Linked DNA regions of Mus musculus: regions 1, 3, 4, 5, 6 and 7 are each linked to region 2. A link is a contact called in public promoter capture Hi-C data. All regions are on one chromosome and are shown on one strand. The core of a region is the stretch at or near the end of the contact, and the rest is flanking DNA. Distances in the headings are between cores, read along the strand shown.

The links. Promoter capture Hi-C pulls out the DNA fragments that hold promoters and counts their contacts. Capture Hi-C pulls out chosen DNA fragments and counts their contacts.
Region 1: a contact with region 2 is called in a promoter capture Hi-C map of erythroid cells, with 15 times the contacts expected there. The contact joins the promoter of Ccdc22 here to the promoter of Suv39h1 in region 2. A contact is called at or near these places in 6 of 39 promoter capture datasets (cranial neural crest, erythroid cells, frontonasal cranial neural crest and 2 more) and 1 of 9 other capture datasets (pancreatic islet).
Region 3: a promoter capture Hi-C map of liver shows a contact between it and region 2, with 3 times the contacts expected there. The contact joins the promoter of Prickle3 here to the promoter of Suv39h1 in region 2. A contact is called at or near these places in 5 of 39 promoter capture datasets (the C10 cell line, cranial neural crest, liver and 2 more) and 2 of 9 other capture datasets (adipose tissue and pancreatic islet).
Region 4: a promoter capture Hi-C map of fetal liver shows a contact between it and region 2, with 4 times the contacts expected there. The contact joins the promoter of Wdr45 here to the promoter of Suv39h1 in region 2. A contact is called at or near these places in 15 of 39 promoter capture datasets (the 3T3-L1 cell line, 3T3-L1-derived adipocytes, the C10 cell line and 10 more), 4 of 484 Hi-C or Micro-C datasets (CD4 T cells, CD8 T cells, embryonic stem cells and 1 more), 4 of 115 datasets of contacts at active chromatin or transcription factors (effector CD8 T cells, embryonic forebrain, embryonic stem cells and 1 more) and 4 of 9 other capture datasets (adipose tissue, embryonic stem cells, liver and 1 more).
Region 5: a promoter capture Hi-C map of pre-B cells shows a contact between it and region 2. The contact joins the promoter of Tfe3 here to the promoter of Suv39h1 in region 2. A contact is called at or near these places in 23 of 39 promoter capture datasets (the 3T3-L1 cell line, 3T3-L1-derived adipocytes, the C10 cell line and 17 more), 2 of 484 Hi-C or Micro-C datasets (embryonic stem cells and uterus), 3 of 115 datasets of contacts at active chromatin or transcription factors (effector CD8 T cells, embryonic stem cells and extraembryonic endoderm stem cells) and 2 of 9 other capture datasets (adipose tissue and liver).
Region 6: a contact with region 2 is called in a promoter capture Hi-C map of adipose tissue. The contact joins the promoter of Syp here to the promoter of Suv39h1 in region 2. A contact is called at or near these places in 2 of 39 promoter capture datasets (liver and neural stem cells) and 2 of 9 other capture datasets (adipose tissue and pancreatic islet).
Region 7: a promoter capture Hi-C map of erythroid cells shows a contact between it and region 2, with 18 times the contacts expected there. The contact joins the promoter of Flicr here to the promoter of Suv39h1 in region 2. A contact is called at or near these places in 6 of 39 promoter capture datasets (embryonic stem cells, erythroid cells, liver and 2 more), 1 of 484 Hi-C or Micro-C datasets (embryonic stem cells) and 2 of 9 other capture datasets (adipose tissue and liver).

The regions. Positions count from the first base shown.
Region 1 is chrX:7,603,433-7,607,132 of GRCm38.p6, reverse strand. It overlaps Ccdc22 (coiled-coil domain containing 22), which reads left to right and starts at 1,713. Exons shown (of 17, transcript NM_138603.3): 1 at 1,713-1,889; 2 at 2,796-2,973. The coding sequence starts at 1,840. Cacna1f (calcium channel, voltage-dependent, alpha 1F subunit) reads right to left here and starts at 30. Exons shown (of 48, transcript NM_019582.2): 1 at 1-30.
Region 2 is chrX:8,072,784-8,076,038 of GRCm38.p6, reverse strand. It overlaps Suv39h1 (suppressor of variegation 3-9 1), which reads left to right and starts at 1,279. Exons shown (of 6, transcript NM_011514.2): 1 at 1,279-1,495. The coding sequence starts at 1,477.
Region 3 is chrX:7,656,098-7,659,370 of GRCm38.p6, reverse strand. It overlaps Prickle3 (prickle planar cell polarity protein 3), which reads right to left and starts at 1,992. Exons shown (of 9, transcript NM_001290624.1): 1 at 1,871-1,992; 2 at 665-750. The coding sequence starts at 1,912.
Region 4 is chrX:7,720,021-7,723,661 of GRCm38.p6, reverse strand. It overlaps Wdr45 (WD repeat domain 45), which reads right to left and starts at 1,442. Exons shown (of 11, transcript NM_001290792.1): 1 at 1,284-1,442.
Region 5 is chrX:7,760,633-7,764,000 of GRCm38.p6, reverse strand. Tfe3 (transcription factor E3) reads right to left here and starts at 1,340. Exons shown (of 10, transcript NM_172472.3): 1 at 941-1,340. The coding sequence starts at 1,056.
Region 6 is chrX:7,636,458-7,640,061 of GRCm38.p6, reverse strand. Syp (synaptophysin) reads right to left here and starts at 1,482. Exons shown (of 7, transcript NM_009305.2): 1 at 1,334-1,482; 2 at 139-204. The coding sequence starts at 1,369.
Region 7 is chrX:7,571,898-7,575,537 of GRCm38.p6, reverse strand. It overlaps Flicr (Foxp3 regulating long intergenic noncoding RNA), which reads right to left and starts at 1,938. Exons shown (of 3, transcript NR_029473.1): 1 at 1,629-1,938. It overlaps Ppp1r3f (protein phosphatase 1, regulatory subunit 3F), which reads left to right and starts at 1,257. Exons shown (of 4, transcript NM_138605.3): 1 at 1,257-2,290. The coding sequence starts at 1,290.

The sequences.
Region 1 (3,700 bases), core at 464-2,963, 470 kb after region 2:
TATAAGGACCATCTGCACACAGTCCTCCCTCTCCTCTCCCAGCCTTAGAGAGATTAAGGTCACGGGGCGGGGAAAAATGGTGTCAGTTGGGAGGGTGAACAGGGGGAGCAAATGGGATATTTGTAGGTCTGAGATTGGCAAGGGGAAAGGCACTGGTTAAGTGTATAGTAAATCGATATCTGCACCAAGCAGGCAGAAACCAAAATACGAAAAAAAAAAGGTATAATTTTCCAATAGCATATAACACTTGAGGTACATAGGAAAAACCTAATATATATATATATTTATCTCTAGGAAAAAAGTCAGATAGTAAATATCAAAGGGACATAAAATGGAGAAATATGTAACATTTAGTGATGCTGTAAAGTTCCCCAAAGTGATCTTCTTGGCATTCTGCATTAGCTATACCAAACAAAATCTCAGCATAGTTTTCTTTGGAATTGACAGTCTTTGAGACAAATGACAAAAAATAAAAACAAAAACAAAAACAAAATACCAAAACACCACCACCAACAACAAAAAACCCCAAAACCAAAAAACAAAAAAGCCAAATCCATTTTGAAAAAGAACAAGACAACAAGATGGGAGGGCTTGCCATATATGATATCAAGACTCATTGTAAATCTACAGTAATTAAAAATAGAATACAGTCAGGGGCGGTGGTACAAGCCTTTAATCCTAGCACTTGGGAGAAAGAAATATTATTATTACAATTTTGAGGCCAGCCTGGGCTACATTGCAAGATTTTGTTGTCTGAAAACCAAACCAAAGCAAGACAGGATAGCACAACGAGAGGAGAAAGAGAGAGAGAGAGAGAGAGAGAGAGAGAGAGAGAGAGAGAGAGAGAGAGAGCTTAGTTCAGAAACTGAGTCAAGTATGTGATGTGTATGTGTGATTATGACAAATGTTAGCACTACTGGATAGTAGAGACAAAAGAGGCTGTTCAATAAGGAATGGTTTCATAAGGAGGTGATCTCCTTCTGTAGCCCAATCTACACTTGGGACAGGTGCTGAGATTACAGATGTTTACCACTACGCCTGGTCTAGTAATTCTTTGCTTTTTCCATCTATTTTGTGTGCATGATAGTGGTACTGCTGCACATGTGTAGATGTCAGAGGACATTTTGTAGGAGTCCATTCTCTTTTTATGTCTCTTGGGTCCCAGGGAGGATCGACCTCAGTTTGTTGTGGTTGGTGGTTAAGTAGGTTTACTCGAGCAATGACGTTTGTTTTATTTATTTAAAATCTATTTATGATCCTTTTGTGTGTGCTCACGAGCATAAATGTGTCACAGTGCACACGTGGAATTCAGACTCTTATCAAGTCATTTCCTGCCTTCCACCATGTGGATCTCAGGGAGAGAACTCAGGTTGTGAGGCTATCCTGAGTCACATCCCCAGTCGTAGCAATTATGTCTTAACCCTAGGAAGAAGGTATTATCCAAATTCTCACTTTACAGATGAGGCTAGCAAGACACGGGGGAACAGTCATTTTGTACACGTATAAACTTTTATAGCTTGGAAGATGAACGTGTCTTATAAATGAAAATTTTTCTCTGTCCTGTCTCTCAACTCCCCAGCCCATTTCCTTTTTTTTTCCCTTGGAGGAGACCATGGGACTACAAGTGAAAGAACTACAACTTCCAGGAGCCATTACGTAATTCACACCCCGCCTCCAGCGCCGCTGCCTGCGCAACGCTCACTCCTTAGAACTACATTTCCCAATGTTCCTCGCGCGGCACGTGACTCTCTGTCCTCGCCGCGCCGAGAGCAGCGCGGAGAGCTCCAATTTCTCTGATCTGGTCCTAGACCCAGCCCCGGAGTTAGAATTAACTCCACCATGGAGGAGGCTGACCGAATCCTCATCCATTCCTTGCGCCAGGCGGGCACGTAAGTACGCAACCCCCAGTCGCCTCCAATTGCTCACATCCGGGACTCCAAATCCTAGGACCCCCATTACCCGGGAACCTTAAAATGAAGACCTTGACACCCAAAGGCCCAAACTTACAGGATTCCGAAGCCTCTCCTCCTCCTCCCTGCTTACACTCTAACATCATGACTTTCCTAAATACTTTGATGTGGACATTGGGTAAAACCTCGAGGACTCAGACACCTTACAAACTGAGACCTGCATATGCTGGGATCCTGATATCTAGAGGTTCCAGGACACCCACACCAGGAAACTGATAACACAGGAGTCTGGCACCCAGAGTCTCCAGAATTCCTGAGACTGGCAACTTGATCTTCGAACAATAACTCCTGAAACTCCCAGGACTTATCAAAATACCAGGGCCCTACATTCTGACAGTAGCAGCACTTGGTAACACAGGAACACAAAGGATGCACTATTTGAGGGACCTAAAAGTCCTTGATGCCAAAATTTAGGATGCCCGATTTTTTATTTCTATTTATTGACCCTGACATTTGAGACTTCTGAAAACTCCAGCCTCTTCCTATGTAGCTTTCCCAAACCTCGTAGATCTAGGAGGCCTTGCCATGCAAAGAACAATGTCCTGGTGCCCAGAAATATGGAGACTGTGCCACTTGGACCATTTTCACTTTTGCAGATCCCAGAGGTTGGAAACTTTGAAGTGTAGGGGAGTTTGAGACTTTTCTGAATTCAGGTCACCCTCATTCACCGAGGTCTTAGGACTAAGTAAAGGTCATAGTCACCAGCACCCAGGATCTGTTGAAGCCTTGGTTGTTCCCTGCCCCGACCTGGATTCTAGAGCATTCCCTCTCTAGAAGTCTGTACTTTGTTTCCTAACTACTCAAGCCTGGTGCTTTCCTTTTTAGGGCAGTTCCTCCAGAAGTGCAGACTCTGCGAGCTTTCACCACTGAGCTGGTCGTAGAGGCTGTGGTCCGATGCCTTCGAGTGATTAATCCTGATGTGGGCTCTGGCCTCAGTCACTTGCTACCACCAGCCATGTCTGCCCGCTTCCGCCTGGCCATGAGTCTGGCCCAGGCCTGCATGGTGAGTGCCCTCCTCCCAGTGTGCACACTGTCTTCCTTCCTTTTTCACAAAGTCGCCAAGTTCTTTGACACTTGCCTTCTTCTCTGTCCCTTTGTATAGCTAAAGCTGCTGCCTCTGTAGCCAAACTGTGTGACTAGTTCAGACCCTACCTAGTTCAGTTCACGCTTTCTGTGTGACCCTAACTGTTCTATGCCTTCTCCTTATTTGTGAAATGGAGATGATATAATGAGCTTGTGTGGATTAAATGAGCTGATTCGGTTTGTGCTCAGGCTAATGTTAACAGCCACCTTCTAAGCTTGACATCAAAATCTCACTCCACTGTCACATAGTAGGCCATTTACCTATTTATTAGGGCTGAAGGAAGACCTTGACTGGGTTACATTCTCCTAAATAAAGCTCTGACTAGCTCTGCCCAGACCTCATGGGCATCCTATCGGACCTGCGATTACTTGTTTCATCAATGGGACTGGGGAAGAGGAAGGTCATTGTCTGTTCCATTGTATTGTGCTTCTCATAGTTCCAAAAATGATGCTCTCATGAAGCACCCACCCCTCTTCACTTCAGAGCTGTGCCCATTTACTGTGGTCAAGAGCAGAGAGGTCTACCTTTTCTTGTAGCTCACTGTCTTTGCAGCTTTGAACCTGCCTTTTAACCTTTTTGGTCCTCAGTTTCTCTGTGTTGGCTGTGTGTGAAAGCCAAAGTGAACCAGTGTGTAGCTCAGTTTCAG
Region 2 (3,255 bases), core at 30-2,529:
GGTTTGGTGGTGGTAGGGGAGCACCCTCATAGAAGCAGGGAGGATGGAGGATGGGATAGGAGGTTTCCAGGGGGAAAATAGGGAAAAGGTTTAACATTTGAAATGTAAATACATAAAATAACCAATTTTTAAAAAAAGGAAAAAAAAAGAAAATCTAAAAAAAAAAAAAAGATAAGTCAGGGAAGCATTTCATGATAACTACTGATGCCCAAATTACTTTAAGCTGATATTTAGTGAAATGGATTTAGAAAAATAATTGATGGGCCACATTGAAGTTTGTGTAGCACGTAACTCTGTCCTCCTGCTGTGCAGTATAGGGTTTCTCATGTCTTGTTGACACTAGAGATATGAATACGTCTGTAAATCTGTAATAATTGCACTTTGCGAAATCCTGGCTCTTTCTAACTCTTCTGGTATATGTGCGTGTTACTGTGGACTGTGTACGTGTGCATACACATATGTAGGCTAGAGGTCAACAGCAGGCATCTCCCTTGATTGTGATCCATTTTCTTTTTAATTCTTATTACATTTATTGGGTGTGTGTATGTGTGTATGCAGACACATATGTAGGTCAAAGGTCAATGGTAAGCATCATCCTTGATTGATCTCATTGTATTTTTTTTAATATTAAATTTATTTGGGGTATGTGTGTATACACCTACCAAAGTGCAGGTGTGAACAGAGGACAGCTTACAGGAATGGGTTCTGTCCTCTAAGAGCAAGCTTGGGGCTCCTGTCTCCCTCCTCCAGCACTTTGTCGCTGGGTGTGGCTCTTACATGGGTGCTGACAATAATTTGTCCTGACCTAATCCCAGTCCACTTCGGGACATGGGTGGCCATTGGAGTTTGAGACGTCTCCTTCAAGGAAGATGGAGAAAGGGCTGCCTGGCTAACAATGTGATGGGGACAGTTTGAGGGAATAGCAGGCTGCCTGACAAGGGTTGTGCTTCTATGAACTCAGACGGCTGCAGGGCACAGATGGATGCTACTATTGACTGAGTGTGAATGAAGAAGCGAGTGATGGAAACGGACATCTGATGGCGGCGACCGACTTATTATTTATTTCAATCAGGTGACTGGCTGAGCACCTATATATATGGCTCTAGGTCCACCCTGGCAGTGAATGCCTGCGCGAGGTTAAAATAAATGACTGGCAGAATTGGGGTTGCACAAAACAAGCCCTTTATGACTGGCTGACGCCGCGATTGGCTAGCAATATGACTGACAAGGGGCGGGTCCTGGAGCAAAGGCAAGCTTTGCTACTGCGCAGGCGCACTCTGAATAAAGGCAGCGAGCACGGGCTCTCGAGACCACTCCTGGTGACGGGAGGAGTCCAGGCACAGCTCCGCGGTTGGTCCGAGCCGGAGCTGCGAGCGGCGAGGAGCGGCCAATCGACTGCGCGTCCCCGGCCACGCCCGCGCGCGCTCTCTTCTCGCGAGGCCGGTTAGGCCCGAATGTTGTTAGCTGTGGAGAAAGATGGCGGAAAATTTAAAAGGTGAAGCTGTGGTGCTAGAGACGCGAGCTACTGGCCCGGCCGAGTAGAATGGAGGGAAGGTGGCCGGGGCTCCAGGCCAGGCGTCCGGAGCTACGGAGCCTGGAGCTGGAAGGCCGGCGCGGCAAACGTGGGGGCCGAGAGCGCGGGCCCGGCGCGCGGGCAGGGCGGGGCTGAGGGGAGGGGGCGCGTGCTTCGGCCGCGGGGGGCGCGGGGCTGCGCAGGCCGCGCGCGGGGTTTCTCGGCCGCGCGCGGCTGGCCGGCGCGCCTACGCGCGTGAGAGAGAGTCCTGAAGGAGAAGGTTGCGGCCACGCGCGGGAAAAGGCGGCTCTCAGTGACCGTTACCCTTTCGGTTTCCACGGGAGACGCCGGAAGGGGAGGAAGAAGTGGAACGGACCCCCTTCTCAAAATGGGGGAGCCGGCGACTCTAGGTGGGAAAGGGATCGAGGCGAGATGGGGGCAGGGTTTTCGGGTAGACGAGTCTCCCCGGAAAGCGGGACTTGGTGGGGGGGCCTCGGTGAGAGGAGGGCTCGGCTCCTCCATGTGCAGGAAAAGAGGGGTGACTTGTGCGTGCTGGGCGGGCTCCTCGGCCTCGAGTAGAGCGCTGAGAAGAGATTCCACAAGTGTGAGCCGGAGCTGCGGTGGGGAGGAGTGCGGCTGCTGGCACTGCAAATGGTATTTGCAGGCCACTTCTTGGGGCTTTCAAAGGCGTTCCAGACGCAGGTTAGAGGCTCCGGGAACCGAGAGGCCTCGGAGGAGAGGGATTAGTCTCTGCTGGGCCTTGGATAAAAAAGGATCAGTGTATATGTACGCAGTGATCTTTTTTTCTTTTGAAGTGTTTGTGTGTTCTTAGGTTACCATCTAGAGCATCTTATTAGGATTGTTTTAGATTTGAGTCGTATGATGGGAGGAGAAAAAAACCATCCTTAAAAGATGGCATTGGCTACTGACAGCATACACCTAGCATCAAGTGGTTTTGTGACATATTTTGATTTTTTAAAAATGGCTTCTAAAATTACGTTGAAGAAGGGATGTGCTCTGAAGCAAAAAAATGTGTATACTTTAAATCCGCTTCTCTTGAACAATAATTTTGGTGACCAAGAGTCATTGTCGGGGCTTACCTACCACATGTATTGTTTACATGTTCCTGAATTGAGAGCAGATCCCTTCGAATTGAGTTGTACTTTTCACCCCCGAGACAGGGATTTTTTTTTTCCTTGAGACAGACTACGGCTGTCCTAGAACTCAGAGATCAGCTTGTCTCTGCCTTTCCTGGGTCTAAAGGTATGCACCACTATGCCCAGTTTAATGTAATATCTTTCTACAATCTTTATAATTACAAAACCTAAAGTCCTTTGAAATAAAAGTCTTTCTTAAATGTGTCACTAATCATGGCAAGGGATTTTTAAAAGTGAAATTATTCAGTGAGAATATTTAATGTGAAAAATCAAGGCTTTTGCTATAGATGTGTTTGCTGTTAATGTGTTTTGAGTATAGATGGCTTAATGTCCTATGCCAGGAATTCGCCTAAAATTACTTGTGTAAAATTCCCAAATGTTTGAATTCCAAAATCCAGTGGCCCAGGAGTTTCAGATAAGTGAAGACTTTATAGCAACACCTCTGTTTGTTGCCCTAGGGATTTTTGTCCTACCCTGACTCTCTTAGTTAACGCACCCCAGTCTTTTGCAAAGTGCAAAGAGCATTGCTTAAGGCTCTGACCGAAGGTAAGTCTGCAGGCAGCTTAAGGCCTTGGATGTTCTGCC
Region 3 (3,273 bases), core at 743-3,242, 420 kb after region 2:
AGCCAGGATCTGACTTTGCCTTGTGACCAGGCCATGGGACACTGGCTGTGCCAGGCTCAGCTTTTCGATGATGACTGGTCTGGAAATAGGGGCCTAGAGGACTGGGGGGTGGGGTGGGGGCGGGTTGGGCTGTGATTCTGGGTACAGGATATGAAGGGGTGGGGCTTCAGTTTCAGCTCTGGTGCTTGGGTCAGATCCTCTGGGAAACAGGTCTGGCAGGGGCGGGACTCCGGAGCTGAGACTAGTATCATAAATCAAGGGATTTCCTTAGGCAAACGAGTCTGTGCTCTGTGGGGTAACCTCTCCTGAAGAAAGGTCTCTAGGTTATGTGTAGGGGGAGAGGGGACACAATTGGGAGTCTGTGGGACTATGGGCTCTTAGACTTTGGGTGCAAGGCCACTGGGTATGGGGGGAAAAGTTCTGAGGCTAAGAAGGGAGGGGCCTGTGGACGGGGCTAGAAGATCGCTCTAGACATGGGACTTAGACTTGAGAGAAGATTCTTTTGGGGTTCAGGGCTGTGGAACTCTTCTGGGAACAGGTCTCTTGGGAATGAGTCAGGGGCGGGGCCCTGGAAAGAACTTTGAGGCTTCTTTCCCAACTGAGCTCTCTGTGGGCGGAGCTCAAGCAATGGGGCGGATCTCTGACAAAGGCTAGGGTCACTTACCTCCAGCCATGCAGCAGGAAGCCTGGGCACTGTTCCCTGCAGGAATTGCAAGGCTGGCCGCGGGCAGGGTCCTCTGCCTCTGGAGGCTGTGGTGGGTGGGAGCAGATGCAAGAAGAAATAAGGTGTGGGAGGAGGGAGGAAGAAGTCAACGCCTGCTACTCCACTCCCAGGCTCACAACCGCAGGCTGGGGCCTGTCTTACTGGGGGCAGCGCTGGGCAGGCTGAGACCGCGCCTGGAGCGCGGGGGAGGAGGAAGCATTCAAATCAGAGGCAGGGCAGCTGAGACTACTTTCCTGTATTCCCTTTCCAGGGAATTCTTCTGTCTGGGCTGGTCTGTCCCTCTTTAGTTCTCAGACAGGTCTGTCAGAGAGAGAGTCCTCTACCTACTAGAGCAGAGACCCTAGTCTGGGCATTCCCTCCCAAGTCTCCCTTCAATATCCAGGGCTCCAGCAGCACTCCAGTCCCACAGGGCAGGCGTCTGAGAACCTCTCCTTTCCCTGGGATCCCTCATGGACTCTGGGCAATGCCATTCCCTCAGAAGTTCTCCCGCCCCTCCCCCAAACCCTGGCTCCATCTCTCCTACCTGAGGACCGCAGGCCATCCCTGCTCCATTCAGAAAGCCCTAGCCCAAGAAATCTTTCTCTTTACCCGTCATAGTTTAGGACTACTCTCTTTTTTGGTCCAGATTCCACCTTTCTTGGTTAAAGATCTTTCAAAACAAGAGAGACACCATCCTATCTAGGAGGTCAGCTTCCAGACTCCGATGGAAACCTGAAATTCTTCTGATCCTAAATCTTAGTTCATTGACTCTTGGTACCCAGGGATGAAGGACCCCCACTTTCACTCTACAGTCCTTCAATGTATGAGGTCCCTTAATCAGACACTCAGGATACCCCACTCTTGCTCAACCTCAAATCTCAAGCCCCTATTCTTTTCACCTTTCAGATTAATTCACAGATAAGGGGGGCATCCCCAGATTGCAACAGTGATAAAAGTATGAGGCGTGTTAGGGGCTTGAGCCACCATATCTACACGTTTTTGCATCCAGGATTCTACTTCAGTCTCTGTGCCCCAGTCTGGGAAAGCTGGGGAAGGGAGTTCCCAGATCCTCCCTTAGGGTGCCTCCCCTCTGTCCCGGTGCCCTGCCCCCCTCGCCTGGATCTTAGTTTACCCCTGACCCCCACCACTGTCCTGAGCCCTGCTCACCGCACGCCCAGAGCGGCGCCTCCGGGACCCACGCGCGAACATGGCGCGCCCAGACAGATTCAAGCACGGCTGGTTCCGACGAATGGAGTCGGCTGCCACGGCGCGTCGGGCCTGGCAGCTCTGTTCCGTAAACTTGACTTAGTGGGAGGAGCACGCTTTCTAGGGCCCGCCCCACGGCCTGTGTAGTGTCTCAGTCACCCTGGTGTCCCCTATCTAAAGGTGAGTGCCTTGCTGGAAAGCCCATTATTGGCGTTCATCCCAGGGCTAGAGCCGGAGCAGACTGTCAGAAGGCTGAGCCTTCAGTATCCCTCGGTGCCGCATGGCCTTTAGTGTTGGAAAGCCGGAAGCAAACGGTTTGGATGTGGAGACATGGTGAGAGTGTTACACTAGAGTGCTTGTTTCTAAGAATAGGGTCTTGAAAGCTTTGGGGGACAGGGGTCAAAGCCACCTCTTGGTCCCTTCCCAGGTTCTCTTTTCCCGGGGTGAGCGTTACAAGGACCATCCCAACTTCATCTTCAGTGGTAGCTGGTGTTCTGTGGCGCTCAGCATCCTGCTAGATCTGTTCCATTTTGGTACCAGCATAGTGGGGTATTCCTGTGACAACCTGACCATGTTTGGGGGAGGACTGTGGAAGGACTTTGGAACTTTGAGCTAGAAGATCCATTCGGTGTTAAAAGCTCTGTGGGATGTTGTGTAGGAGGCTGGAAGATAATGTTGAGAACAGTGCAGAAGATGGAGGTCTGGCTTGTGAAATTCCAGAGAAGATTAAAGACTCTTTTCAGGGCCATTGCTGTTTTGATTGTGAAGATTCTGTGGTTTTAGTTAGTTGGGGCTGAAGAATCAGCTGTGATTAACAAGATACCAGAACTATTAAAGGGAAAACTTTGAAGCCGGGAGTGGTGGCACACGCCTTTAATCCCAGCACTTGGGAGGCAGAGGCAGGTGGATCTCTGAGTTCGAGGCCAGCCTGCTCTACAAAGTGAGGTCCAGGACAGCCAGGGCTATACAGAGAAACCCTGTCTCGAAAAAAACAAAACAAAAACAAAACAAAGAGAAAACTTTGCATTACTGGGACTACTGATGCTGGTTAGCTGGAGCTAAGAAATTAGCCGTGATTAAGAAGAGACCAGCATCACTGAGGTGAAATCTTCTGGGAAGTGTTTTCTGAGAGCACAAAGAGGCTGTGTTCCAGAGATAGCCAAGGTTGTACCTTGTGCTGTGGCTGGACTTGGTAATGTGTAAGAGTCACCCAGGTGGCACTGGTTTTGTAGGCATGAAGGGGTCACGCAGAGCAGCTGAGGCTCGGCACTGAGAGAGGCCATGGGGCCAGTGGTGAAGGTGCAGCCTCAGTTGCAACTGATGGCCCAGGACAGAAGGGGTCATGCAAAGGAGTTGAGGCTTGG
Region 4 (3,641 bases), core at 193-2,692, 350 kb after region 2:
CAGCAGTCCTCCAGCCTCCACTTCCTGAGGGATGGGATTATAGGCGTATGCCACCACGCCTGGCTTCCTCCCCATTTTGATACTTTTCTTTGCCAGACTGTAAAAAACAAAAACAAGTGGAGGATACCTCAGAGTATCTGTTTAAACCAAGACCACAGGCAGAACGTATCCCGGCCCATAATGACAAAAAGCCTCATAACAGGCACAAACACCAAGCATGGGGTAATGGGGTAGGGAATATCCCATGGTACCTCCTCCCCCCTCCCAGCCATTCTTAGCTCTAATGTTTGATATGACCTCAAACCTCTCTACAAGCTATTCATCTGCACACCGGCACCCAACTCCACCTGTCAATAAATAGTGGAACAAAAGCTAAGGTTTCAAAAAAAAAAAAAAAAAAAACAAAAAAAAAAAAAAAAAGCTAAGGTTTCCTGCATCTTCACTGCCGTGAATGGCCCATCACCCACAGAACTGCCCTCCTCAAGCCCTTCTAACTTTACCTGGAGGCTTATTCGCCTCCAGGGTATCTCATTTACATCCTCCCATGCAGCATACTTTCCCCAAACCCTTCTCTCATATGACCAACTCTCAAGGCAAAGGCAAGCCTGAGAACCCCCTCCACTCCCTCTACTTAAGTCCTAAAGACCAATCCACACCCTACCCCACACCCGAGGCATTACTCTGACATTCCAAATTCTTCACATGTGACACATTCCATTCCCTATACTGTCTACCCACGACCCCTAAGCTTACACAATGTTACTCATGAGTCCCCTCCCCCTAAAATTTGTCCCTTTTGTCTCCATGCTATCTCTTGAAGGTTCTGCCCTAGGGCACGCTAGCCCCACCCCCTCCCAAAAAAAAAACCCATATCCTGCCTAGGAAAACCTCAACCTACCAATGCTGCTGCTGCTGCTGCTCTGACTCCCTCCCCTAAACATTCCTGCCCTAAAAACCTCGTCCTTTTTTCAAATCCCATCTCTTCCAAGACCTCTCTTCAGGCACACCTATCAGCTAAGATCGCAAATCTACTTTTCTCGCGTAAAACTTGGGTCTTGCTTCTACATGAGCCATACTCTGGAGAGCACTAGCTTCCAAGAGCCCTTTTTAAATCTATGCTCCAAATGCCCACACTAACGAAGAACCCTAATTGAAACGCCTCACCCTCTCCCAAAAGCCATGATCCTTTCCAAGACAGCACCGACTCAAGCCCCCATATCCCCAGCCATCCATCACCTGTCAAGACCTCTAGTAGAAACACCCAACCCATGACCGTGACCAACCCTTGGATCTTGCTCCAGATGCGCGTCACCTCTGCCGACTTGATCACCCCTCCCCGACCCCTGCCCTAGCCGTTGGTGCCGCCTGCGGCACAAATTTCTGACCTCCCGGGCTTTGGTGCCCAGCTCTGCTGTTTACATCAGGTCTTACTTCCGGAGGAGGGAGTCTGTGAACGGAAGTGACTCATTCTGGGCAGAGACTCCAGCCAGGGCTCTTCTCACCCACTTGGCGGACCTGTGGAGCATCCCGAGCAGTAGTAGAGTCCTCCGAGGGAAGTTCCGGAAAAAGAATGAGGGCGGATTAGGGGACTGGAGGCACAAAAGACTGCCCAAAGGCAGGACTGTCTAAGGGAACCCGGGAAAGGGCTTGCCCCCACCCCCAAACGGAAGCGGGCCAAGCATTGAACTCGTTAACTCACGGAGAGATAGAGGGGCAAACCTCCCAGGCTAACGAGTTCTCCGAGTTGGGCTAGAGTGGCTATCAATGTTTGTTTACCTTGTGGCTCTGGGTGCTCCTGGCTGGAATAAAAGATCTTGAAAGTTGAGATCAGCTTGAGTAGGGGAAAGATAAGAGTGGAATTTTACTTTCTTTTCCCCACCCTATTCCTAGCTCTTTACAAAAAGATCCTTTGTTACCGTAAAATGTGAGTGCTCCGGGCGTGATTGCTCACACACCTGTAGTGCTAGTAGTTGGCGAGGGACAGTCGAGGTTGTCTTGGGCTACATGAGGTCCTGTCTTTTTTAACAAAAGCTACAAACAGAGAATGCTTACATGGAAACACAAAAGGCCCCAAATTGCACACTGGAAATATTAGAGTGTTGAGATAAGTGCAATATGCACGACAGTTGTGAGAAATAATAAACGAGTTAGTACTGGCTGTTGAAACAGGATCGGAGGGTTTGTGCCATCCTGAGTTACAAAAAAAAGTCAATAAAAGGGAAAGAAGAATGGGGAACTACCTTGCATTTACCATAATCAGAGCCATAATAGTTAACACTCTGCTTCTGTCTTTACTTATTTTAATTTTTATGTTTTTTTTTATTTTTTTCGAGACAGGGTTTCTCTGTATAGCCCTGGCTGTCCTGGAACTCACTCTGTAGACCAGGCTGGCCTCAAACTCAGAAATCCACCTGCCTCAGCCTCCCAAGTGCTGGGATTAAAGGTGTGCGCCACCACAGCCTGGCCTAAAGACCTTTAGTCTTAATCACCCCTTCCTTTCTATAGTCCCTCCTCTATACTGACCTCCATACTTAATCCTTCTGTTGTAGTTTCCCCTGTTATCCCTTTATATGATTCTATTCTATATCCCATATCCTTAGAAGATTCCCTCCTCCCGGCTACTGTACCATTCTTTAGCTGTGCATCCACAGGCAAGTTGCTGAATCCCACTGAGCCCTGGCTTCCTTACCTATCAAATGTGTTAAACAATAATCACAGCCAACACTCCCTTTCTTTGACTGTTTCCATTTCTCTGTGTGTGTGTATACATGTGGTGCATGTGTGTGTATGTATCATTTTGCATGTGTGTGTAGGCACACATGCATGAGTATGTATACATGTGGGGGCCCAGTGTTGACATTGGGAACCATTCTCAGTCACCCTTGTATTTTGTTCATTGAGGTGAAGGCTTTATTAATGAAAGGAGAAGTATCAGCTCAGGACCCAAGACCAAGTTCTCAGCAAAAAAGATTTATTTATCCCAGAGGGGCAGAGGGCAGGGAATAAGAGACAAAGACAAGAGATAGAGGAGGGAGGAGCAGGGGAAATGGACCAAGGAGAAAGCCAGACAGGCGTTGCATATAGGAAAAAGGAGGTCTATAAAGGTAAAAGGGGAAACCCCATGTTAGGATGAGGTGTTTCATTTTAACTGGGCCTGTTAATTAGGGGAGCCAAAGGGCCACTTTTGATTGCTGGATTTCAACAGTTGATAGCTTGACCTTGTTAATCAGCATCAGGAGGAGGAAGTGGATAAGTAAGGAATAGACCTTGGGGACTAGCTTTAGGAATGGAATCTAATGGTTTTTAGCAAGGAAGAGGGAATGAGAAGGGCAAGGCCTGCCAGAGCCAGGTTGGCCATGCTCAAGCTGGCCAGAGTCCCTCCAATTAACATGTAATCTTCTGTTTAACCTCATCTTTTCTTTCTTTCTTTCTTTCTTTCTTTCTTTCTTTCTTTCTTTCTTTCTTTCTTTCTTTCTTCTTGTTTGTTTTTTGAGACAGGGTTTCTCTGTATAGCCCTGGCTGTCCTGGAACTCACTTTGTAGGCCAGGTTGGCCTCGAACTCAGAAATCTGCCTGCCACCGCCTCCCGAGTGCTGGGATTAAAGGCGTGCGCCACCACGCCAGGCTTAACCTCATCTTTTC
Region 5 (3,368 bases), core at 91-2,590, 310 kb after region 2:
ACTCCAGCTCTAGAGACTGATTCAAGATTACACCCGGGAACTGAGAGACCGGCTGGGAGGGCGAAATAAAAGGAAGAGGGGGTGTGTGGGTAGGGAGTGGGCAGGGCCGGCTTGGCTGCAAGGCTAGGGCGAGTGGCAACAGAAACAAGACCCTCCTCTGGGCTTCCATATAAGGCTCTAGGCCTCCCCCCAACCCCCCACGCCTAAAAAGTGAACTGTATCTTTCCAGTGTGCCCTGCCGCATCACATTTTATCACCCATTGGATAAGACAAGAGGGGTTTCCACTATCTCGGCCTTTCTGTACAGACGCCAGCTGAGCGGGGTAGCAACAGTGAACCGATTGGGCCCAGCAAGTTGCTTCGCTCAATTATTCACACACACTCCCGGCAGATCGGAGACCTCCCCCTAACTCCTTTAGACTCGTGCTATTCCCAAAAACACAGCACCGGCTACTGGGAATCACTAGGTGCCCCAAATAACACCTCTGCCTCCCTGAATTTTCCCCCCACACACACTAAAAGGGGGAGGGGGGAAACCCCAGGATTTCCTTAAAATCAGTGCCTCACCTGACAGTATGTATGCCCTCACATTCATCCCTCCGCGACCGAGTCAACAATCCCCAATTCAGCTTTTAATCAGTTTCCAAGTTCAACTACAGCAAACCAGTTTCTGTATACTCCACGATCTGCCCCGCTAGACCCAGCAAAGACACCCCCCCAAATATGACTCTGCCCTCCTCACGCACTCCCACTACTCCTGTAAGCGTCTATCCAAGCAGATCAGTACCAGATTTCTGAGGCGCCCACCCAAGATGGGCACTCCGACGTCCTTCAAGCCTAGGCCAAGAGTCTCCAACCCCAGTCGAGGACCCCCCGTGTCCTGAGATGAGTCCCCGGGGAACCTCAGTTGTCACTCCCGGCCCCAGAGGTGGCCCCGCACCTGAGCAGCTGGGCCGACTCAGCTGGCCTGCGCTCTTCCAATAGCAGGAACACGGCTCGAGGGCCCTCCGCGCTGGCCTCTACGGCGTCCCGAGCTGGCTCGGCTGCATGAGACATGACGCCCGGCTCCGGGCGAGCCCTGCCAGGCCGGTCGGGCCTTGGCCCGGTCCCCCTAACAAAATAAGAGTCCCCCTCCCCCTGTTTGCCGCTGCCTCCTCCGTTAAGCCATGGAGCTAGCACTGCGTGGGCGGGCGGCGTCGGGAAGATGGGATGGGCCGTGAGTCATCACCCGCCCTGAACGGACCGACACCCCCCAACCTAACCCCGAACGACCGCTCGCCTCCCTCTCGTCCTCTTCCCCCTCCTCCTTGGGCTGGGGAAACTCCACAGGAAGTGACCACACTGGGGATGGAAGTCTGGTTGGGCCATACCTCCTGAGCAAGGCAGCCAGTTGCAGCCGGGAGATTGGAGAGCCCGCCCTAAGCCACGACTTCGAGCGGTAGGGAACACCGGCTTCGGCCCGCCCTTCGGAAAAGGGCCTTTAGGCCACGCCCCGGGAGGCGGAAGCAAATAGGAGAGGAGTGATTTGGTTGAGCCACGCCTTCATTTTTACGTAGCTTCCTGAGCCACACCCCCTCCCTCAAATTATCCACACCATCCTCATGCCCCCCAGCCCCAATCCCCATCCCCAGCAAGATATTAAGCTGAGTCTTGGGTTTTCTGCACCTGCGTGGAAAGTCTCCATGCCAAGGTTTTTTTTTTTTTTTTTTTTTTTTTTTAGCGGAACCATGCCGGCTCTTAGCCCTGGATCTTCCCAGCCCGCACCCCAACTTCTTGGTACCCATGTCTTCTCAAGCCACTTTGAGTGAGGCACCGACATTCCTTAAAGGTGGTGCTGAAACCCTGCCCTTTTGGTACCCACAGTCCAGCCACGGAGCTGGTCTTCCAGAAAGAGCTCAGCCTTTTTTGTTGTTATCTAAAGTATTTGTTGTACTATGATCGTTGTACTACGCAATAGACGGTCAATGAAGCTTTTGACAGATGGATGAATGAGTGGACGGATGGTAATTAGATCTGGTTTCCAGAGAATGACTTCTATAATCAAAATGAACTATTTGAATAATGCAGAAGACCTGCTCCACTCTGCGCCTCCACGTTCCTGCCCTGGCAAATGGGGCCATAAACTGTGTTGGCAAAGTTATGAGGATAAGAGATATATAAATAAGGAAAAAGGCAGGCAAGCTGTTTTGCATACAAGAAATTTCCCAACCTTAATCGATTTGCTCACTTGTTTGCTTGATCAATCATTTAGGAGGAGCCTGTGTGCGGCAGATAAATGCAGGGTGACGCAGACACAGAAGTTCCACTGACACCAACAGGTACACGTAGTTCATAAAACACCAGAGCCCACCACTTCTCCCATCCTACTTCCCAGCATCCTGAGACCATCAGTTGGAGCAGGAGAAAATTTATGACAGCGGGTGTGGGAGTATGGTGGGACAACTCTGTCATCACAGGAGGAGGGACATGAACAGCAGAGAATTTGTTGGTCCAGATCATCCTTAGCTACACAGTGAGTTGCAGAATGGTCTGAGATACGAGTACTCCTGGAAGAAAAAGCAAGGATGCAGGCTGATGAGATGGCTCAGCGGGTAAGAGCACCCGACTGCTCTTCCGAAGGTCCTGAGTTCAAATCCCAGCAACCACATGGTGGCTTACAACCATCCGTAGTGAGATCTGACTCCCTCTTCTGGGGTGTCTGAAGACAGCTATGGTGTACTTACATAGAATAAATAAATAAATAAATAAATAAATAAATAAATAAATAAATAAATAAAAGCAAGGATGCTCACTGGGCTTGCACTAGAGCTAATCTCACTCCCTTGGCTTTGTAAATATGCACATTTCTGCACAGACATGACCACCTCACAATGGGGACCCTTTACAGAAGAAAGGTTATAGTTTTAAGTTACTTTTGAAGGCTTCAAGACAGGAGCTACTTTTGTAGTTCCCGCTGGCCTGGAACTCACTACAGAAAACCACATTGGCCTTGATTTCTCAGAAATCTCCCCTCTTCTAAACCCCCAACCCCCAGAGAAGGGATTGAAGGCCATCCACCCCCAACACTACTCCAGGCTACTATTTTTTTTAAGATTTATTTATTTATTTTATTTATATGAGTACACTGCAGCTGTCTTCAGATACCTGAGAAGAAGGCATCGGGTCCCATTACAGATGGTTGTGAGCCACCATGTGGTTGCTGGGATTTGAACTCAGGACCTCTGGAAGAGCAATCAGTGCCCTTAACTGCCGAGCCACCTCTCCAGTCCGTATTTTTTTTTTAATATTTATGTATCCATCTATTTTTCTAGGGTATGTGTGTGTGTGCCTGCCTGTATGTATGTGTACCACATGCATGTAAGAGCCTG
Region 6 (3,604 bases), core at 233-2,732, 440 kb after region 2:
TCATCTCCTTCCACCCCTGTCGTTCCACCCACCAGTTCAGTAGGACGCCTCCTGCCTCACCCCTCTGTTTTGCTGGAGCCCATCACCACCACCATCTCCCCCTGTACTTCCCCCACCTATAGCCCGGACCACACTCACCCACTGCAGCACCTTCACGAAGCCAAGGGGCTCCTTGACCACCCGGAACTGACCCCCAGCCACCAGCTGAGGAGAAAAACAGTGGGGAGGGGAAGGGGTGTGGGAAATAGGGATGGAAGTGAGGGGCCAGGCTGCCAAGCAATGATCCCTGGGGATAGGACATGTGACCCTCCGGGAGTGGGTGACATATGGAGAGGGAGTGAGGAGGAGAAAAACGACACTTTGGGGACGGAGTAAACATCAGGGTCTCAGCAGCCCCCCACCCCCAGGGCTCAGGAGTGGTGAAGTGTGAGGTGATGAGTCACATGGCAGAGGAGGTTGGGTGTAGAAAATAGATGGGGGTCCAGACTAGTTAGCGAAGGAAGGTCTGAACTGCTTAAAGGTGAGTCAGATTGGAGAAAAGGTTGAGTGGAAGAAGATGGGGTTCATTAGAGTGGGGGAGGGGGCACCAAGTGCTGAAGGTGAGTCACAACAGCAGAGGGGAGAGGTCTGCAGTGGTAAAGGTGAGTCAGATGACGATGGTTGTGTCTGAGGAGATGGGGATGGGGAGGGGTCGCTACCGGTTAGGGAGAAAGCCGATTTTGAGGTGACGAAGAAGAGGGAGATGGCGGAGGTGATCTCTTAAGGTGGGAAAGAGCTGGGGGCATGGGTTTACTGGACATGCGCTGAGAACGAGGAGTCTGGGGTTTTTTGGAGAGGCAAAATTGGATCGTCCTCCTCTAGATCTGCTCCGGGGGTGAAAGGGTCGTCATCTACCGGGGTGCATTCTTTTTGGGAGGGGCGGGTGCCAACCCTCCCCCACCCCGCCCCCACACCTTCTGTCGCTCTATTTCCTAGCTCATCTGCAGCCCCCCGAGTCATTTTTCATTATCCCCTCCCCTTCTCTACCCCTTTGCCCTCTTCCTAGACCCGAATCTCTCTTTTCCCCCTCCAGGTCGACAGTTCTTTTGGGGCATCTGGAGGCCCCCTCTGCGGCAGTGAGGACAGCCTTCGCTGCGGCAAAGAGCGCACTCCTTTTCTCCACCTCCCCCTTTCCCCTTGCCTGCTGCAGACCCCTAGCCCCAGCCCCAGCCCCAGCCCCAGCTCCAGCGACCGTATCTCTGCTCCCCTCGCCACCACCTCTCAGGGTTCGAGGGCCAAAGCCACCCAGATTTCTGCAAGCGCCGGGCTCTGTCCACGGTGCTGGAGCGCGTACCTGATTCACCACGTCCATGTCTGCCAGCAGCAGCATCAGCAATGCGGGGGGCGGAAGGTGCCTGGTAGCAAGGGCGGGCGCGGGGAGCGGCGGGGGCGGTGCGCGATCGTCGGAACAGCCCAGTCGGCGGCAGCCACGCCCCTTGCACCCTGCCTATCTTTTGAGCAAGCGCCTGCGCACCATGGCTCCCCCCCGCCCCATACTCCTCGCCCGCCCCAACTCGCCTGCGGCCATTCCATTCGGGAGGCTAGAGACTCTGGGTCTCTGAGCGAAGGGTCCTTTTAGAAAACAGGTAGCTCTGGGGGAGGGGGGTGGTAAGAGGACCGCTCAGTTCTACCGGATGACATTTTGCCAACCTGAGTCCTGTTTGTTAAGTGTGTTCTCTCATTTAATCCCTATGTAGCAGTGACTATTAGTCCTGTTTTTACAGATGAGGAAAATGAGTCTCCAGAGAGATTAAGTGACTTGCACAAGGTCACACAGCTAGGTAATGGCAGTGTTCAGAGTCCTTGCAGTTTAAACGTCTCCACAGTTTAAAGACAGTTCAAGGTCTAGAGGGTTCCTTTTGGAAAACCTGCATTTTAAGCACATCCAAACTCTAACCATCTCATTTTTTTTCTCTTCTTCTTGGTCAAATTATAGCCGACTATATAGTTTACCTTCTGTTTATTCCTTGGCCCTCTTTTAAAAATCCATGTATTTATTGTGTGATAGCTCCCTTTCTTTTAACAATACATTTATTTAGCATAGAGAGAGGGACGGAGGGAAGGGGAGGGGCAATCCTGTATAAGTGTGAGGAGAGGACTACCTGCCAGATAGGTTCTCTCATCTCACTGTGTGGGTTCTGCTGTCTCTTAACAGACTACTTACCTTCTTTCATGATACTAAAACTAGGCCCAGCACCCTCAGTGATGATTGCCATGTTACAAAATGCAAGGGAAAAAATATAGTTGAGATTAAAATCACCATTTTATACCCTTCTGTTGCTTGAATTTGGAAACATTTGACTGGATACCATTTATTTGTTTGTTTGTTTGTTTCTTTCTTTTTTTTTTTTGAGGCCGGTTTTTTTCTGTGTATCCCTGGCTGTCCTGGAACTTACTTGGTAGCCCAGGCTGGCCTCGAACTCAGAAATCCGCCTGCCTCTGCCTCCCAAGTGCTGGGACTAAAGGCGTGGGCCACCATTGCCCGGCTGTATATTTGAGATAGGATTTCACTTAGCCTGAGGCTGGCCATGCCTTTCCCAGGCAGCTGAGGATGACCTTATCCTCAGCTTATCCTTTTTCCTCCCCTGCCCAGGTGCTGGCATGTTATCTCTGCATCATGTGAGCTCTGGCTTTTTTTTTTCTCTGAGACAGGGTTTGTCTCAGTAGCCTTGGATGTCCTGGAATTCACTCTGTAGATCTCGGACTCATAGAGATCTGCCTGCTTCTGCCTCCAAGTGCTGGGACTAAAGGTGTGCGCCACCACTGCCCGGCTAGCTCTGGCTTTTATACTTTTCTTAACATTTAATTATTTACTGTGTGTATGTGTGGGTGCACAAGTCGAAGTCAGAAGACAGCTTTTGGGAGTCAGTTCTCTCCACCACATTGGTCCTGTGGATCTATCTCAGGTCTTCAGGCTTGGCCATCACTTTTACCTTCTGAGATATCTCCCTAGCCCCTGTACCTTTTATTTTATTTTATTTTATTTTATTTTATTTTATTTTATTTTATTTTTCTGAGACAGGGTTTCTCTCTGTAGCCCTGGCTGTCCTGGAATTCACTCTGTATAGATCAGGCTGGCCACGAACTTATAGAGATCTGCCTGCCTTTGCCTCCAAAATGCTAGGATTAAAGGCATGTGCCACCATGCCTGGCTCCCATATTTATTTACAAAACACAAGTATATAATAGATACTTCCCAATTGTTTGCGTTTTAGCTCTCGGTTGTTTGAATCTCATTTCTAATATTTACTCCTGTTTGATTTTGGACATGTAAAATGTTTTAAAATATTATGTGTATGATTGTGCTGGTTAAAAAAAGATAATTGCCAGGTGATGGTGGCACACGCCTTTGATTCCAGCACTCAGGAGGCAGAAGCAGGTGGATCTCTGTGAGTTTGAGGCCAGCCCAGTCTACAGAGTGAGTTCCAGAACAGCCAAGGCTACACACAGAGAAACCCTGCCTTTACCTCCCCTGCCCCCCACAGATAATCAACTACAGTGCACTTAGAATAGGGTTCATTTTACTATTTTGGAAGCCATTGACTTCTCACTGTTTTCCCCCTTT
Region 7 (3,640 bases), core at 689-3,188, 500 kb after region 2:
CCTATTTTGCGATTGATTCATGCAATAGTGCCAAGTCCTGAAGAACATCAATGCTCAACTGGGGACTTTAAGGAACAGTTAAGAACGTTCATGGCTAGTTGCATTGGTCACAATAAGGCTGGGAGGTGTGTGTGGTGGTGTGGGGCCAGCAGGACACACCCAGTAACTGATAGAACTGTTTTGCTTTGGTCTCACAATCCGGTGCAGTCTGGGCTTTTAGGGGCTCTGGGTATTCGTGGAGCCATGGGGAGTCATGGAAGATTAGGGAAAGGTAAAGCCATTCCCCAGAGGTCCGATCTTACTGGTTGAATGAATTCTGATTCTGCGCTCAATCACTCAATAGCTCAGGCTCAGCCTATGCACCTTCTTCCAACTCAGCCTATTTATTGGCTACTCATGCTTTCCTTCACAGCACCTACACTACCATCCGTGGGTATGAGTTCCCATCTTGCCTCCAAAGTTTCCTTCTGGCTACATTTCTCTAGTTTCAGCTTTGGTTAATCCCATACTGGCACTGTCCTTTGAGATATAACAGCCTTCACCCTGGATCCCCATTTCTTTCTCGCTCCCACCTTCACTCCTCACATGCCTTAGTGCTCCCCCCCCCCCCCGCCCGCTACAGCCCCGCCTCCATGTCTGCTCACACACAGCCTTCCCGTCTCTGTTCAGTCTCTGTATTGGCTAGATCTACCTTGTTACCACCTCTTGAAGCCATAGTGTGCGCTCACTAGACTCCTCCATTGGCTCATTGCAACTATTATCGTCATTCTGTCTCTACATCATTCGCGTGCAGTTCTCCATTGGCTGTTCATTTTATCTGTCTTACGTCTCACCGCCTACGCAACCTGCGGATCTCCCAGTTTTTGGACCTCTGGGTTCGCTCCCCGTTGCCCCCATTGCTTGTAGCCATTTCATCTTCCCGCCGCCTACCATGCCCTTCGTGCTCAGACTTTCCCACTAATTGTCATACTCCTGCTGCTACATCTTCGGGCCCGCATTAACCCTACTCAGGCCTCTCCATTGATTCCGTTATCATCCCGCCTTCCATCCCGCCCACGCGCGGGCGTCCTCATTGGTTGCTAGCTTCTCCTGCTTGTCAATCACCTGTACGTCACTCCCGCGTGGCTGTCCATTGGCTGTTGGCCGTACCTGTCTCTAGCTCACCGCCTACGCTCCACTGGAGCCCCACCCCCCTGTTCTGGCTTTCTCATTGGCTGCCCGCCTTTTCAGGCCCTGCCCCCGCCGGTCCCACCGCCGGTGCCGTCGGTGCCGCCGCCGCCGCCGCCGATATGGCGCGCACGGCCCCTGTGGAGCCACCGCTGCGGCATCCCGCGCCCCCGTCGCCGGCTGCGGGAGAGCCCCGCGCCTCGGCTGAGGCGGCGGTGGCCCCGCGGAGGGTGCTGTTCGCTGACGAGGCCCTGGGGCTGCCTCTGGCGCAGCTACGCCGCTACCGGCCGTGGGGCGGGCCCGGGGCGGGCAAGATGGCGGCGGCGACCGGGCAAGATGGCGGCGGTGGCGGGGCTGATGAGGAAGACGATGGCGAGGATGGGGATGAAGGGGAGGAGGAAGAGGAGGCTTTTCCCGATCCCTCTCCGCCGTGCCCCGTTCCCGCTGGCGGGGGGTTTTACCTGGTGCCCACATTTTCGTTGCCGCCCGCGCTGGGCCGTCTGGAGCGGTTGGGGCGCGTGATGGTGGAGTTGGAGGCGCTGCTGCCGCCTCCTGGAGCGGTTCCCGGGGGTTCCGGGGTGTGGGTGCCTGGGGGACGCCCGCCAGTGGTGCGCGGGTTGGTGCGCGTGCTGAACCGCTCCTTCGAGAAGGCGGTGCACGTGCGGGCCTCACACGACGGTTGGGCTACCTTCTGCGACCACCCAGCCCGCTATGTCCCACGCAGCCCGCCTGGGGCAGGAGTGGGAGGAACAGGAGCAGGAGATCCCCTCCTGGATCCCGGGCTAGGCCTGGGCCCTGGCCAGATGTCAGCCTCCTCACCCGACGACGGTGGCTGCACTGACCGCTTTGCCTTCCAGCTGCCCTTTGCTGAGGGCGCGAGCGATGGGGCGCGCCTCGACTTCGTGGTGCGCTATGAGACCCCCGAGGGCACTTTCTGGGCCAACAACCATGGCCGCAACTACACTGTCCTGCTCCGGATCGCACCCGCTCCCACACCCACTGATGCCGAAGGGCTGCCCCAGCAGCAGCAGCTGCAGCAGCTGGAGCCACAGCCTGAGTGCCAGGGTCCTGTGGAGGCTGAGGCCAGGCAGCTGAAGAGCTGCATGAAGCCGGTGAGGCGCAGGTAATGTCTGCCAGCGCCACCTCCACCAACACAGGGCTGGATGTAGAAGCCTCCCATCCCAGCACTTCCCCCTCCCCCAGGCCTGCTCTCCAGGACAGGCAGGAGGGTGCATTCGGTCAAAGAGTAGTGCAGGCCAAACATGTGCTAGGCACTGTTTTAAATTCTGGGGTATCATCCATTTATTGAGTTCCACTATAAGGCCCTGAACAAGACAGACACCTTCCCTGTCCCCAACCATCCCGCAAAGGCTCCTCTGGGAAACAGAATGCAAAAGCAAACAAGCAGATAAGATAAATAGGGCTAAGGTTAGTGCTGAGAGGAAAATACTGTAAGGCTCTGGAGGGAGTGGCTGCTGCAGACGTGTTGAGGGTGAGCTCTTGTGAAGAGTCCCAGACGGTGATAACGAAGAGTTATGGACGAGCGAGTTGGTAGAGTTTGGACCAGGTAGGACTCTTTCTGAGGAGGTGGCATTTAAACTTGAGTCCAGAGTGGTACGGAGCAGTGATGCACATACAGGGGAGGTAGATGTAGATAGTGGGGACAGCAAAGTCCTGAGGTGGTTCTGGGTTTCGTATGACTGTCAGCCAGTGTGCTGGAGTGGAGAGAACATGACGTGCGAAGGTGTGGACTAAGGGTCTCCCGGCGTGGGGAGTCAGTCTGATTCCTATCTGCCACAGCAGGAAGCCAGAGTTAGAGAAACTGGTTGAGGAAGTGGTGGTACTTGGCTTTTTAGTTTCAACCATTTCTGGCTTTGAAGTCTATGCATCCTTTTTTTTAAAAACTGTTCCTCTGGTAGTCTGAGGCCTCCAGTGGAGTTTAGGGAGCGAGGCTCTATTCTCACATAAAAACATTAGCCTTGGCAGAGGCGGAAACAGATGAGAAGCGGACTTGAAGGTCACATCGCTCTTCTTTTTTTTTTTTTTTGCACACCTCTTGTAAACTGACTGATATAATGCTTTTCTAGGTCTTTACCAGGGCTATACGTTTGTCAAGGGCTCCAGCTAGGCCTAATGCCCGGGGTCAGTTAGAGCCCCTATGAAATGCATACATTTTCCTGCTCCTATGAGAAATGGGAAGGGGAGGTTGCCCTTTTGTCCCTTCGAAGCTGCATGATGGAGCAGGGTGCTGTGGGATCTGCTGGTTGTGGTAAGGGCTTAGGCTGTGAAAGGTTTAGCTCTTCGTGGATGGACCTTGAAGCATTTAGATTCTGCCATTCGATTACCTGGGTTCAAACCCTAAGCCTGCCACTTTTTAGTGTGACCGTATCCAATTCTTAGCTGCATCGTGCCGTAGATAAACACCCTCATCTGTAAAACAGGAAGTTATGGCACAGACCTCACGGGATGAGCA